Linked DNA regions of Zea mays: all the other regions are linked to region 1. Evidence: chromatin contacts called from public Hi-C data. All regions are on one chromosome and are shown on one strand. The core of a region is the stretch at or near the end of the contact, and the rest is flanking DNA. Distances in the headings are between cores, read along the strand shown.

What was found. Hi-C and Micro-C count contacts between places; a contact is called where the count stands out from the background.
Region 2: a contact with region 1 is called in a Hi-C map of ear, with 1.7 times the contacts expected there. The contact joins the promoter of LOC100285827 here to the promoter of LOC542759 in region 1. A contact is called at or near these places in 4 of 25 Hi-C or Micro-C datasets (ear, leaf and tassel) and 1 of 3 datasets of contacts at active chromatin or transcription factors (leaf).
Region 3: a Hi-C map of endosperm shows a contact between it and region 1, with 2.1 times the contacts expected there. The contact joins the promoter of LOC100193389 here to the promoter of LOC542759 in region 1. A contact is called at or near these places in 2 of 25 Hi-C or Micro-C datasets (endosperm and leaf mesophyll).
Region 4: a Hi-C map of endosperm shows a contact between it and region 1, with 4 times the contacts expected there. The contact joins the promoter of LOC103630348 here to the promoter of LOC542759 in region 1. A contact is called at or near these places in 11 of 25 Hi-C or Micro-C datasets (bundle sheath, ear, endosperm and 4 more).

What each region holds. Positions count from the first base shown.
Region 1 is chr6:157,074,401-157,078,299 of Zm-B73-REFERENCE-NAM-5.0, reverse strand. It overlaps LOC542759 (pyruvate, orthophosphate dikinase 1), which reads right to left and starts at 1,952. Exons shown (of 19, transcript NM_001112268.2): 1 at 1,527-1,952. The coding sequence starts at 1,751.
Region 2 is chr6:157,321,716-157,325,614 of Zm-B73-REFERENCE-NAM-5.0, reverse strand. It overlaps LOC100285827, which reads left to right and starts at 1,992. Exons shown (of 8, transcript NM_001158717.2): 1 at 1,992-2,586; 2 at 2,778-2,872; 3 at 3,132-3,235; 4 at 3,328-3,428. The coding sequence starts at 2,287.
Region 3 is chr6:156,908,477-156,912,375 of Zm-B73-REFERENCE-NAM-5.0, reverse strand. LOC100193389 reads left to right here and starts at 1,949. Exons shown (of 1, transcript NM_001138518.2): 1 at 1,949-3,539. The coding sequence starts at 1,983. The coding sequence ends at 3,194.
Region 4 is chr6:157,208,729-157,212,627 of Zm-B73-REFERENCE-NAM-5.0, reverse strand. LOC103630348 (gibberellin receptor GID1-like) reads right to left here and starts at 1,652. Exons shown (of 2, transcript NM_001322979.1): 1 at 1,262-1,652; 2 at 1-744. The coding sequence starts at 1,300. It overlaps LOC103630347, which reads right to left. Exons shown (of 2, transcript XM_020540246.1): 2 at 3,524-3,899.

The DNA of each region.
Region 1 (3,899 bases), core at 703-3,202:
TGAAAAAAAGGATTATATTTACATGTTCCAAAGAGATATTATGTATTGATGCAACCCTAAACCCAAGTCCACTAACGTCCACAATCAATTAATACCTCAGGTCTAACCCAATAAAAAAATATTGCAAGTGATCAGGGTATATTTGAAAATAGTCCAGAATTATTAATGCACAACCATCTTCTATTATTTAGGAGGTAGATATGAGCATGTGTCACTCGACCCAACCAACCTGACCCGATCTGACTAATACAACGGGCGGGCAAGGGCTATAGATTTTGACCCGCTATAATCCACGTGTCAGACGCGGGCCATGATTTTTATCGAAAAACCGACCCAACACATCCAACCAAGAAACACAGGTAACCTGGCCCGATACTAGACACGAATCGGGCGCGAGTCGTACCAAATAACCCAAGGTCCGATATTGATCTGATCCGATATGTCTACTTTTAGGTATTGAGGGAAGTTATTAATTCACTACTTTTTATGATAATTATTGGAGATGCTCTTGCGTCGAGAGAAAAAAACCTCACTTCACATTTGATATGATTGAGCCCTCTATTTGAACCAGGTTTGGGCTGGGCTATGCATTCATGGGATGGGCCTAATTTGTCTGATGCCCGTTTTCCTTACCCAAACACCTCCAATAGCTTGAATGGGCCTACCTTATGGGTCTTTTCGGGCCATATCAATTGCCTGCCAAGCCCGAAATGCTCTAGTCTAGTTAGTCCCACTTCCCAAGTTTGGAGTAAAAAAAGGAAGGACTTATTCTTATGAAAATTTGAATGTTTTGAACAAAAACAAGAACTTGTTTGGGAATTCTTACTTCTACTACTACTATTCTCGATGTCCTCTGCGTAAATGATTTTCATAATTAGGTTTAAATTTAAGCGAAGGTGGTCACAAGGACCACAGGTGTTGTAACGCAAACGTTGGTGGTACGGGCAGCGTCGGTCGTGGAGACACCACCTTGCTCGTCGGGTTGGAACTGTCCATATGGTGGTGAGCTCGGACATGAGCATTTCAGAAAACACTTGTTCATCTCCACGCTTGCGAGGACACCTTGACACGCCTTGGTGGGAAGACATGAGCTCGCGCTCGACGGCGGGATCAACTTATGTGTGGTGGCGTGTGTATCCTGTCCTGTGTTCTGTATTTGTGAGAACTCCTTTCGTATTTGCGGAATCATATTCATGATATACGTAATCTATACGTAATTCTGTGTACTTGTGTTATATTAATATATCTATTAATCACCAAATATTACGTATATTATAATACGTTAACGCACGACATGCGGATTAGACCGGTTTTTATGTGTATATTACTGAGTGACTTTATATATACATGTATACTTCGGGGTTTTTTTTGACTTTTTTTTGTCTTTATTTATGTGTTTCCTGTCCGTTAATTTTCATCTCAGCAGTCACAGCAACATACATGTATCCGGCCAATCAAAAAATGCTCTCTCGGCTATATTGGCTGGCTGCCTCGCGAATTCAGTTTCTAAGAGCTGCAAGGGATACCTTTTTGGTCGTCTGTATCGGCGCGGCGTCAACGACGGCCCTCAGCGGCGAGCAATGCTGGCCCCGTCCCGCGCCGGAGTCGGAGCGGATGACGCCGGCGGCTTTGGCGTGCGGGGGCCTCGGCGCTGCGACCGATCGGCGGGCGAAGGAGGTCGCTTCCCTGTCCCTGGTGCATTTTGAGCCCGGCTTCTGAACGCAGATGGCCCTGGAAACCGACGCCGCCATCCTTCCGATCCCCTCCTGCGCCGACCCAGGGAAGGCAGTCCACGCGCGTAGCTCGATGGGTTGCACGATCATATGGAGCAAGGGGAGAGGGAGCCGAGAGCTGCTTACTACGTGACCGCCCCGCGCCTGCTGCTGTCCGGAGCTCCAACGGAGCTGGAGAGGGGGTGTGTGTGGCGAGTGAGTACAGCGAAAAGGTGAGAGGCGAACGGGTGAATCCTGCACGCGGAATGCCTTTATTCTTATACCATCCGTGGGGCGCGACGGGGTTCACACGCGCCCCTATCGCAGCGGCTGCTCACCTTATCCCGGACGTCTCCACGCCTGTGGCTCCGGACGACGAGCCTCCTGCCTCCAGGCAATTCGTGAACACCCAGACCCTCATCCTTCCAGCTCCGGCCTCTTGGGCTCTTGCGGCGAGTGGCTATAGTGCCGCGACGCCTTCCACCTCCGGCCTCTTGGGCTCTAGCGCTTGGGCTGTAGCGTACGAGTGGCTACAGGCACACGCGGCACGACTCCACTAGTATTTCTACGTACTTCAGCTCGTCGTAGTTAAGCACAAAAAAAATTATATAATCGTCTCAAACTAGACATCAAAGATAGAGCACGGTTTTAAGGAAAAATAATTAAGATCAGTTTCATAATTTTTGAAGACAAAACTATATTCAACTGAATTTTTTAATACTAAACTAAATTTTATTATTTTCCATGTAAAAATATTTGGATATTTAAAAAACAGTTTATGAATTTTTGAGAGCCTGATTTATCACTCTGAGCTTTTAACTAGTTCATTTTACCTCTATCTAACATGGCGCCACATTAGCAAAATCACCATTAAAATTATCTAGTCTAGGGTAAAGAAAGAGACAATTTGAAAAGTTAAGGAGTGTTTAAAAAACCAGTTGTATAAACGAGAGAGGTAAATCAGATGACTACAAAAGAAAGACAATGAAAGCTAAGAGCATCTTCTCTATCTACGTCAGGCCTTCCACCTCCATGTCTTTAGATTGCTTTCAGTACTTTAGCCAACGCCTCCATGGGGTTCAACTCATCTTCCAAGAACTTTACAACACCCACTCTCAATCTTAAAGTTGAAGATTTTGTAGAAAATTGGATGACTTTGGGAACTTCTTTTCTATCCATATTTTATTCGGAACATTCTAAATTCTCCTAAAGAATAATGGCGAAGATGAAAATTTTGACATGATATTTACTATTGTTTATAGGTAGACACTCTTCAAAAAGATCTTGCAAACTTTATGGCATTCTTAGGCCTCCTTAAAAGAGTCCCAAATGGTTCTTCCCATGATGCACCCAAAGAAAATGTGATCTTCATTTTCCAATTCCTCGCAAAGACACTTCACATTTCCCTACTACTTCCTTTTTAGATCAACACCTGTTTGCAACTTGCCCTATGACTAACCACATAAAAACCTAAATTTTCATTGGAGCTTTGTTCTTTTAGAGTTTACTCATCCTCTTGTTCACAATACCCCTAAAAGTTTACCTGTAGTACGTGGATCTTGTTGTATACTGTCTAGATTTCTCTAACGACGAAGATAACATATATTCTCGTTTAGTAATTATCACTCCTTCCAAAATGTCCAGCAACCTTTCCCACTCTTTCATGTCCTCCACCCCAGGGAAAATCTAAATTTAACTTTCTATCCACCTCCTTCCTAACAACCACTGACCAAACAATGATTATTTTGACAAACAACAAAAAATGGGAATTCTAATATTAGTGGCATGTCCAAAACCCATACCTCCTCCCAAAATAGTACATTTTCTCATTGTTAATCGTTGTTGATAATCCCCATTTACCAAGTTCCTTGCATATAGTATTCCCTTCCAAAATTGAGAGCAAAATTTACCTTTAGTATTATACTTAACCTTGATTAAAGCAAAGCATGGATCATCCTCTCGGACTTTCAAAATATTCTGAACCCATTTACCTGGTAAGTCTTCATTCATAACCCTTGCGACCATAACCCCAAAATCTCCACAATCCTTAGGTATACAAACGTTCTCCCACTTCATCATATGATATTTAGAATTTTCGCTAGAGCCTTGCCAAAATAAATTTGCCCTGACTAAGTCTAACTACTGATGAATCCCATCTTTCAATTTATACATTCTATCATTATGTAA
Region 2 (3,899 bases), core at 743-3,242, 250 kb before region 1:
GATCCTTTTATTCCGTCAATAAGTTTGTGGCGTGATAGACTATGAATCTGCGATGTTGGATGCTTGGTGTAATTTGAGAGAAAAATAGTCACAAAAGCAGATTGGTGGATTAGGGGGTGTTTTGAATGCACTAGAACTAATAGTTAGTTAGATAAAAATTATTAGTGGAATTATCTAGCTAACAAATAACTACCTAACTATTAACTAATTTACCAAAAATAGCTAATACCTAAATTATTAGCTAGAGGTGCTTGGATGTTTCAACTAATTTTAGCCACTAACTATTATCTCTAGTACATTCAAACCCTTCTAATTACTACTGCCAGTTTATGTGATTACAATCCTACAAAAGCGTATGGAAATTATAGAAAGCGCCATAGTAAAGATTGTCATTCGATAAGATTGGCCAGTCCTAGACCACCACACTATCCTTGAGTTTAGGTTATTCTCAATAACAGTGTCACCAAACATTTTATCACGTTAATTTTTAGGTTATTCTCAATAACAATGTCACCAAACATTTTATCACATTAATTGTTAGACCGTATTAGATGGTGCGATGACATATCAATGTTTAAATAACAAAGAGAAGATATCAGTTTCATCACCGTGACATGGTGCTAACATGTTTCCAAGACATGTGAAATCGCGACCAAAAATATTTCATGGCAGAGCCAATGCACGCGCGACTGCTTGGAGTCGATGATCTTGCTAAGGCTTTATCTTCCCCTCGCCCAATCTTTCATTGTTCCCATGACTCTCCTTCTTCGTCATTCTACAGCAAGACTTTCCTTCCTCAACTGATCATTGTCCGTCCCCATCATCCGTCAATTTGCCGTCGTGGCCCGTTCATTGCCCACCGCCCGTCCCCATCCCTCGTCGTCGACTCCCATCTCAAACCGCTCGCCGCTTCCACCCGTCCCCATCAGCACACTACTTCCACGTCCCTTTTTGCACATGTTTTATTTACAACAAGAGGAACGTCAAACATAGTGATAATAAAAAAATTGTGCTGCAAAAAACCGTGCTATCAAATAGCGCTATGTATCAACAAATAATTTGATTTTACTCTAATTTTACTGAAACTATGTATTCTATCGTAGCATATTGTATACCATAGTACTAAAATACTACGGCCTAAAAAAAACTCCACTTTTAAACATGCCCTATTGTGTGCTATGGGAGAACCGTTCGAACAGCTCCCCCCTCCAAAGTACATCATATATGAGGTGAGGGAACGGTAGGGTGGATTGTTGGAGGTGACATGAGGCCATGTGTAACGACGTCTGCTACCCGCTACCCCTCACCATTTAGGCGGCTACAATTGTTCACTAGAAGCCGCACCGGTTGCCCTTTCCGCGCCTCCCAAACGTCGGATGTTTTCTCTCTCTCTCTCATCAGTTGTGTGGTGTTCCTTTGGCACGGTTACATTTCGTGTTTTGTGTAATCGGGTAATTGTTAGTAGATGAAAAATTATTAGTGGATGAGAAATAGAGATATAAAATGATATTTTATGCTTGTAGTGGACTATAGGAAGATTATTTAGAGAAAACTAATGCTGGAGATGAAAAAAAATAGAGTGAAATTTTGACAATGTAGTGAGGACAAAATTAGAGGAGCCACGCAGGCAAGCAGCAGGACGCCCGCCTCGTCATCGCCTGTCAGCTCAGAGTCACAAAGAAACGTAGACGCCAACTACCAACAGCACGCGACCTGCCGCCTGGCCCATACTCTCCCAGCCAGGCACAGCCCCGCGCGGTCTCCCCCTCTCGCCCGCACCCAACCCAGCCAACACCGACCAGGAACAGGCCCGGGAGGCCACCGCCCACCAACACGGACCCCGACTCCCGAGTCCCGAGCCCCGAAACCACCAGTCCACCACCGCGCAGAGCAACGAGGCACCCATCAGTCCATCACGGCAGCATCCAGCGCCCGTCCCATCCCACCCCACGCCCGCCAGTTATAAATAGCCAAGCGTATGGTTGGGGCCACAGACAGAGAGAGACCCTCCCCTCTGGCGGTCTGGCCTCCGTCCCCACAACCAAACTGCGCGAGCGCGAAGGAGCACGGACAGCACAGCGGCACAGCGCAGACGCGGCGGCGGCCCAATCCGGAGGGCGCGACCGTTCCTTTTTCTGTCCGTCCCTTCCTCCCTCCCTTCGTTCGTTGGCCTCCTCCTCCTGTTCCTCTTCTTGGCGCGGCAAGAGGAGGAATAGCAGGAGAGGGGCGCCCCGATCCATAGGGCAACGACCAACGGCACGCCGCCGCCGCCGCTGCCACGACAAGATGGCGCGGTTCATCCTTAGCCTGATGGAGCTCGGGGTCAGCGCCACCGTGCACATGCTCTTCGGCCTCTACGTCTTCAGCACGGCCGTCGCCGCAGACATCTCGCAGGCGGCCGCGGCGTCGGGGTGTCTCCTACTGCGCCGGCCACCCCCCGCGGCGGCGGGCTCGACCGGGGGAGCGCTCGTCGACGTCGCCGCGGCGGGTGAGAGCGACGAGCTCAGGGGCGCCGCGCCCGTCATCCTCGATGCATCGCCGCCGCCCATCGTCCTCGTCCACGGCATCTTCGGCTTCGGCAAAGGGGTACGAAGCCAATCGGAAACTCTCTCTCTCTCTCTCTCTCTCTCTCTAAACTCTCTCTCTCTCTCTCTCTCTCTCTCTCTCTCTTCTCTTCTCTTCCAGCCTTCCTGGCGGGGGCGGCGAGTGTTTGGTGAAATGCCGTGGCGGCAGCGTCCTCACGTGTTTTCCTCTTCGGTCTTTGCTTCCGTGCGCAGAGGCTCGGTGGCCTCTCCTACTTCGCCGGCGCCGAGAAGAAGGACGACCGCGTGCTCGTGCCGGATTTGGGGTCGCTCACCAGCATCCATGACAGGTGGGTGGTTCAAAAAAAAAACTACTACTACTAGCGGAGATACTTCTCTGATCATTATCAATCAATTCATCGTAATAAAAAAACCTGCCAAATATTCCCGTTTGGTAGTTGCCCGCTGCTTTAACTTTTTGAATCGCCTTAATAGTAGATTATTATGTTACTTACTATGATTTGGTATCTTCTCCGTGTCTGTGAACAAGAAAGATTATGTTCCCATGAATATAGATCGCTGGAGAGTTAATTGTTCCTAGCGATGCAGGGCGCGTGAGCTCTTCTACTACCTCAAGGGTGGGCAGGTGGACTACGGCGAGGAGCACAGCAAGGCTTGCGGCCACAACAGGTTTGGAAGAATATATCACACAGGTAGAGATTCCAAAGAACACAATACATGGACATGACCTTTCAAAAATTTATTTATCCATTAGTTCTTACATGGCTGTTCTAATTTGGTGCAGGGCACTATCCTGTGTGGGACGAGCACAACCCAGTGCATTTTGTGGGGCACTCTGCTGGCGCGCAGGTTGTGAGGGTGCTGCATCAGATGCTTGCCGACAAGGTACGTAAACAAGAGATTTTTTGGTTTTACTCACAAGTGATAGCTGTTTATTGCTACTGGTGGAATTAGTCATGCCTATCATGTGCTTTCGGAGGGATGGTTCATGTGAGTTGGAGTACATGATTAGAGCACCCAAATTAGGATGACTTTAAGTCATTTTCTGTTAACTTGGGCATCTGCTAACAAACTTGAATCTGTTTATAATAATGTTATCAAGTCGTATGACTAATCACGATTAGCAGGTTGATCGCTGCCATGGCAATCAAGTATGCACTATGATTAGTCAGGTTGATCGGTCTCATGGTCACTAGAATCGATTTAGATGATTTGATAACATTGGTTTTTAGTCACGATTAGCTGGGCTGATTGCTGCCATGGCGATCAGCTATGAACTACGATTAGTCACGATTAATTGTGATTAGTCATGATTAGTCTTGGACTGACTGATGTCATCAGTGACTAGGAATGGTT
Region 3 (3,899 bases), core at 700-3,199, 170 kb after region 1:
CGCACGACACAATCGATCCAAATCAATATTATCTACTTTATTTACTTTTTGTTTATCGTTTCCTTTACTTCCTTGCCCTAGGAGTAGCGGCAATTAGTCTTCCTCAATCTAATTTCTTAATCCCTCTACGGCTCTACGACGTCTTGGGATGCCCCGGTGGTCTGCCGATCCCGTAGCACCCTTGGATCTCTTCTCCCCGACGAGGTCCCTCCCGGGAGCCGAGATCTAGGGTTCTGTTGGAGAAAAAGACCACTGCACCATCGCGGACTGTTCGAACCCCATGCGTGGACCATACGACTTGACGTAGGGAAGAAAACCCTCCTGTAGCGAGGTCGTCGCACTGTCCGGCCCAACATCGTGGATCGTCCCCTGGCAGTAAGCACAGTATGTTGATACATCTCTAATGTTTGGATTCAAATCGGAGCCAACAAGAAGCATAGCAGCCATGGGGAGGGGTTTCAATGGCCAGGAAAAAAAGAGTCGTTTTGTAGTAGTGGAGTATTAGAAAATTTGGCACCTCTTTTTGCAAAAACGGCCTCCAATGACACTTTGCATTTTCACAGCTTTCTAGTTCAAGTTTGCGCAATAAAGCAATGGGAAATTTGCAATGTCCACTTTTTTTCCATTTGAACTCCAATGTCCACTTGTCGAGTTAAGGTAGAAAGTAGATCAGCGCTGAAATTTCTATATATTAAAGCTGGGAGCAAATACGCTCTCCCAGCCTATACACGTCAGTACTTTTTCTTTTGTCCGTATGATCAAAATCTAACGGTGCACGAGGATGACGCTAGATGCATCGCTTTCTCTGTGGCTTCGTGCAGTCGGCCGGACAAAGGCTGGCAATGTGGGCACGCCATACCACACAGGAGGAAGCCACGTACACGTTGCTGCCTGCCAGCTAGCCTGCCAAGGCCTTGGACGATGCGCCGGTTCAGGCGTAGCCTACCGCATGCAGCGATACTGTGGCCAGACAGGAAAGAGAATAAAAAGTATCTCCCAAAAAAACAAGAATCAATATGACAAAGAAGGCAAGCACGAAGGCAAGGAACGAAAGCACGTTATATGCTGGATACAAACACTTTAGATAGGAGAGGATACCCTAGCTATTATAGAACAAATCTAATATTTTTATATAGATCTGTGTAAAGTTCGATGTTAATCTTTTGTTGTGTTATATGCATATTATTATAAATAAGAATAAAATATTGTATTAGTTGTTTTATACAATATTTGTTCTCTACAACAAAAAAACATGAAAATTTTTCTATATCTGTATCTGAATTTTATATCTATCATTTAAAAAGATATATAATAAATTTGAGGTTTACTTTCTATAAAACTTTTAAAGATCATTGTAAAAAATAAGAATCTAAACTTACACAACATATTTTATATCCTATTTATTCATAATAATAAAAGACAAAAAATAATATCCGACTTTTTCATCCCTACTAATTTAGAATAGTGTATAGAGCCTACTAAACTCAATCTTCCTTCCTATCGGCTGTTGGATGATACCGTTGGATGATCAATGTCAATTCTAATCGTACATAGACCACCACGACTACTAAAAACAACATGTGCGTATATACATAATCATTGTTAGATTAGTTATATAAAAAAACTACGCTTCCAAATAGCTCCCAACAATATCTACGTCGGTGTTTTTTTCACTTGGTATGATTAAGATTCATGTCGCATGACCACTCTTCATCGTCTGTAGCGAGCCAGCAGCAGGCCGCGCGCTGGGCGAGCGGTAGCTACTAGTGCAATTGAACCGACGTAGGCTAAAGCTTTGGGGCTGAGCTGGGCGGCAAAAGTTATTTGTACGCGGGCCGAGCTGAGCCTGGACGGCTACGGTGTGCGAATTAGGCCCGGTCCTGTGTCCTCTACGGCCATGCTCAAAACACGATACGGTGGCCTTCCCTGCTCACACACAGCGAATCAACGCTGAATTCACCATCCAACGGACTGCACCCAACATGCTTGCGAACGTCTGCCGGCGGCGGCTCACCATCCCCCTCTCCCCAATCCTCGCCGCCGCCGCCGCCGCCGCCAGCGGCAAGAATCCCATCCACTCCAACCACGCGCGCGCCCTCCTCTCTCAAAGCTACTACTCGTCCGCCGTTCAGGCGGCGCCCGACCGCGAGCCCTGCCCCACTACGGTCTCCTACCTGGTTTCCTGCGGTGTCTCCCCCGCCGTCGCCGCCGCTCGCAAGGTCCGCATCCGGGACACGGACCGGGCCGACGCAGTTCGGGCCCTCCTGCGCAAGTACGGCTTCTCCGAGGCGGATATCACCCGCACGGTGCGTTTAGACCCGCTGCTGCTCACCTTCGATCCAGACCGCACCATTCGCCCCAAGCTCGACTTCTTCGTCTCGCTCGGGATCCAGCCCCGCTTGCTCGCCACCGAGCCCCACATCCTCGCCCGCAGCCTGGAAAAACACATCATACCCTGCATCGAGTTTTTCCGCACCATCCTTCGTACCGATGACAACATCCGCATCGCCGTCTCCCGCGTGCCCCGCGCGCTCATGACCGATATCGAGAGCACCATGCGCCCCGCCGTCGAGGCGTTCCTCAGCCACGGTCTCTCCATGGAAGCCATCGCCAAGCTTCTCATGATTCACATGGGAATGATCAAGACACCGCCGGAGCGCATCCGCGAGGCCTTCCATGACCTCAAGGCGCTCGGCCTCCGCGTCACGGATACGGGCTTCCTCTACGGCTTCCGCGTCATTTGCAGCCTTAGGAGGGAGACTATGGTGCGCAAGGTGGCGGTTTTCAAGAGCTTCGGGGTGTCCGAATCTGACCTTTTCAGGGCGTTCAAGACGCAGCCCACCATACTGCTCGTCGGAGATGAGACCATAAAGAAGAAGTTCAGGTTTTTCTTGGATGTGATGAAGCTTGAGATAGCTGATGTGATGGCGCAGCCACTGACTCTGGCGTTGAGCTTGGAGAAGAATATCATGCCAAGGTGCGCCGTGCTGAGCATATTGATGAAGGAGGGTAAGCTTAAGCGGACACAGAAGTTGATTCCACCACTGCTTTCCAATTCTAGGGTCTTCTCGGAGAGGTATGTGTTGAGGCATGCTAAGGATGTGCCTGATGTTGTTAAGGCATTTGAGGGCAAGATTAAATTTCAAGGGTTTGGGGAATCAGAGGTTAGGACTTCTGTGCCACTGAATGACTGAAGCCCAAACCCCAGGATTCTGAAATCATGCTTATTTGTTAGAGGTAAGGCAGATCAATGCATGTTTGCAATTGTAATCTTGTTCCATTCATACTCATAGTGAAATGTCTATTTCTGGGGCCATGTCGAATGTCATGGTTTTGCATTTTTATGATACCCATGCATCCAGGAACATGTACGTTGTGACGTTCTCAGCTGTGGTCGATCTGGCATGTGTGGCCTGCCAGTTCTTAAATCATGCTGTGGTTCATATGCTTATGACCCGGATGGATTTGTTCATTTTGAAACTCTGATTATTTGTACTGCTCTGCTGAGTGGAAATGCTCATGTTACTGGAAGTTCTGTGATTTTCTTCTCTCCCCAAATGTAATATTCACCCTATCGATTTTGTTTTGGTTAGTGAGAACTATGCTGATGATGTGCCAGTCCTCCGGATATGTTATGGTATTTTAGTGTAGTTAAATCTGATCACGTATGGGGAATCTGAATATTTGTGACTGGAGTCAATCTGATTCTTCTGAGATCAAATTTGTTCTTTGTTAGGGACCATCTTTCATTTCAGACAAATTTGTTGTGAGGCGGAAGTCCATTATTTTTTGTCATAATTTCTGATGTGGTTTAATTTCAATGCACCTTGAATTTTGTGGCTTCTGCATAAAAAACATTAAAGACATTTATACTCATCTTCACTTCAATCCATTTGTGT
Region 4 (3,899 bases), core at 403-2,902, 130 kb before region 1:
GTCCTCGGGCAGGTACGCCTTCCAGTACCAGTCCCTGTCCTGGAGCGTGACGAAGTACTTGCCGTCCAGCCGCCGCTCCGACTCGGTGCGCTCGGTGCCGCCGAACATGGCGTTCAGCAGGATGTTGCCGCATATGTTGATCCCGGCGTCGGCGGCGCGGACGGCCACGTGGTGGGCGATGTTGCCGCCCGAGCTGTCGCCCGACAGGAACACGCGGGGCCGCCCGTCCCCGCCGCTGCGGAGGAAGGGCTGCGACGTGGCCCACTTCAGCGCGGCCCAGCCGTCGTCGTAGGCGCACGGGTACCGGTGCTCGGGGGCGCGCCGGTAGTTCACGGACACCACCACGCCCTTGCTCAGCTTCACGAACCGCCGGCACAGGTTGTCGTAGATGGCCGTGCCGGAGGACGAGTGGGCGAAGCTGCCGCCGTGGAAGAAGAGGATCACCGGGAACGGGTCCGGAGACGGCCCGCCGCCGAGGAAGTCAAGGATGGGCAGGGTGACCGCGGCCGCGCCCGCGCCGCCGTTGTTAGTGGCGGCGCGGTAGATGCGGACCTCCAGGCCAGTGGACGTGTCGATGACGTGGTCGGACGAGGAGACCCCCTCCTGGGCCCGTGCGTCGGGCGGCACCCGGCGGTCGAGGAACTCGGCGAGGTCGCGGTCGAAGGTGCCGTCGGCCCGCCGGAGCATGTTGTACGCCAACTTGAAGTTGGAGATGAGCACCCATGTGTGGATCGGCACCGCACCCTGTACAACAAGAAGGAAACCAACATCAACAACAGTTTCAGCCCACCCCCCTCCTATTCCTTTTGCAGTTTCCTGGCATGGGTGAGAACGGCAACGAGAGCTGCGATCTTTGGCCTCCTCTTGCCAGAAAAGATGGAAGCTTTGGTCGCTACCGTCTTGTTAGGCAGCCATTTCCGTGGGCATCCATCGCCACTCCCTCCCAAACTCCCAAAACAACGGGGGCAAGCGAGAAGAGGATAAAATTGGGGGTTGAGCCCAAAGGGGAAAGGAAGGCAGCGATTGACCGGGAAATCGCCGGCCAGCGCTGGCCCCCAATCCACCGTCCACCCAATCATAAAGCGGCGGCACAAATCGGGAGCCGCAGCCCTGGCGCACCCCTACAGAAGAACGCTCCCCCAAACGCGTAACCGAGGCGGGAGCCGGACGCAAGGACGGCGGAGCACATGCCCGCGCCAAACTAGTATATCAGTACAAGAAGGAAGCCCAAGGAAGGAAGCAACGGCAGCATCGCGCGCACCTTGCACTCGTTGCGGTTGACCTCGTCGCTGCCGGCCATGGCGGTGGGCGGGCGCCGCTTGCAAGCGCAAGATCTCTCCCCCGGGCAACAAAGCCTGGCTTTGCTCACGGCATGGGCCCCGGAGGACCGGCCACGCCAAGTGATCCCGCTGAACCGAGCTCGGCTCGAGCGCCGCGCCCTCCCGCGTCCCCGATCTCCTCGGGGCAAAGCCCCCTTCTCCTCCGCTCCAATACAAATCCCTGACGCCACCAACCTCTGGGCTCGACGAGCCAAGAAGGGGAACGAGCACCAGGCTGGCGCGCGCGGGCGGCAGAACGAGGAGAAGAGGCGAGGCGAGGCGGGCGCTGGAGCAGAAGCGCTGTAGGCTGTGGTGTGTGAGGCGGGGGCACAGGGGGCGAGGGAGAGATGGAGGGCAACAGGAAGGAGGGGAGGGGGGGTAATAGCGGGGGCGGGCGGAGGCGGACGGACGGACGGAGGAGACGACAAAACCGGCCGGCTCAAAAAGTAAAACCCGCGGGGGATGCGGGGCCCACACGCGCCCACTTCTCTCCCTACCCAAGCTGCCAATATTTTTCTCTCCCTCTCACTGATCAACTCCTCCTTCCTTTCTCTCTCTTCGCCTGGCTTTTGTTTGTTTATTTCTTTCTTTTTGAGGGTTTCGCGAGAAGGTTTGGATGGATCTGCCGAGCCGAGGCGCCCGACGACGACGAATCGACCCCCCCCCCCCCCCCCCCCCTTGCGTGGCGCCGCCCTTTGGGACGAAAGTTGCCCCTTGTGCTTTTCGTGCTCGCTTGCCTTTTGTCCTGCGTCGTGGTCGTCGTGGCCTGGAGCCCTGGACATGGGGTTACGATACAACATTCAGAAGAAATGACATGACATAGCACGAATTTGGGCAACATAAGTGAATCAGGCTCCGTTGCCAGACAGAAGTGAATTTGGGCAACCGCAGTATCCGTTGGAAATTTCAGTTATAGATTTCGATCCCTGACTCAAGCTTACAATATTCTGCTGTGGCCAGACAGACAGACAAGCAACCGCGCCGCGCGACCTGACCACGATGGCACACCTGACAAGTGTCTATACCGTTACCCTCTCCCGTCCTTGACAACCAGGCTGGTGTGAGTCCCGCGGTGAGATGTCGTGTGTCACCAAGTTCTGCCTCATGATCTCCCCACCTCTGTGAATCAGGCGTCGAGCCAGTATCTTAATTTGGTAGCAAAACTCGATCCGACTCCAAGCAAAGAAACGCCAAATCCTTAAACACCAATCCATGCATGCAAATGTGTTTCTTCAGCTGAGAAGTATGCAACACTAGATGAATTGTCACACCACTCGATTTTAAAGTACAAAACCAGGTGATACATTCTTATACATGCAAATAACTTCATTAATGGTGACCAAACGCAGCATATAAAAAGTATGATTACTACATCTCATAAAAACATCATAATCTTCGTCTTTAGAATCACGGGAACTGTCAGTGGGGCGAGAGAGAATGGGGATGTGCTGGTGAAGATTTGAGAAGAAGTAGACTAAGATTGCCTTGTGCATAAAAATTTTATTGACTCTAATTCGCTCTCTTCGAACGCTTGTTTCGATCTTTCATACGTGTTCTTCCATTGTTGTGCTATTCATAAGAATGCAGTCCACGAAGATCAATACACTCCGGTGGAGCAGCGCTACAAAAATATTGTTCACCAAGCTCTAAAATATAGCCAAAGCGTTTGTAAAGTCCAAACAACATCACCATGGCCTCGTAGAAACCTTGATGTGTGCAAAAGTCAGCCTTGTATTCAACCCCCCCCCCCCCCCCCCCCCCTCTGCCACAACTTGAAGTGCACAGGCACTGTAGCTCATCTGACACTCCATCTGCCATGACAATATTATTCCACTGCTCCCTCCCTATCTCTCTTATGCTTCTCTTCTAAGTTCTTGTACACTGTAATACTCGGTTTGTACAATTTTTTTCTCTTATAGTAATAAAATATTTTTCGTGATGTAGAGGTTTTCCCTACAGCCTTTTCCTGTAAAATAATTATTCCATTGCACACAAGAAGAAATGCCACCCGCTCTCTTCAGACCCTGCAACTTGGGTACTGTTGTCGGTACACACTCATGTATCTGAACCTTAACTACCTCTAAAGCAGTCCGATGTCCCTGATATGTAATCCGCATAACTTTTGTTTTATAGTCCACCCCTGGACTGGTAGCTCAAATCGGTTAAGAAGAGCGAATATTTTAATATTAAGTTAATTTCTAAAATAATTAGAACATAACCAATGGATAAAATTATATGTAGCAAATAAAAACATGTCCACATAGTAGATCTAGCGAAAAAGAGCGAGAAACTCATCTTCACTCGTAGCGAGGGTTGCTTTATTTTCCCAAAGCTCCTCCAACACGTGAAGAAGAGGAATGCGTTGTGCACAAGAATGATTAGTTCTCCATTTCCCACACCACACTTGAAACATAGCCCGTTTTGCATCGGTACTGTTTCAGTGAAGCCAATTTGTCATCCACATCTGAACGCTGTGGCTTGCTCTTCAGTTTATCTCCGTGTACACTGAATCCTTTTTTTTCTTTCTGAAACTATGCGATCAGAGCTTTTAGTGAAATTAAAGACCGCCCAGATGACTTG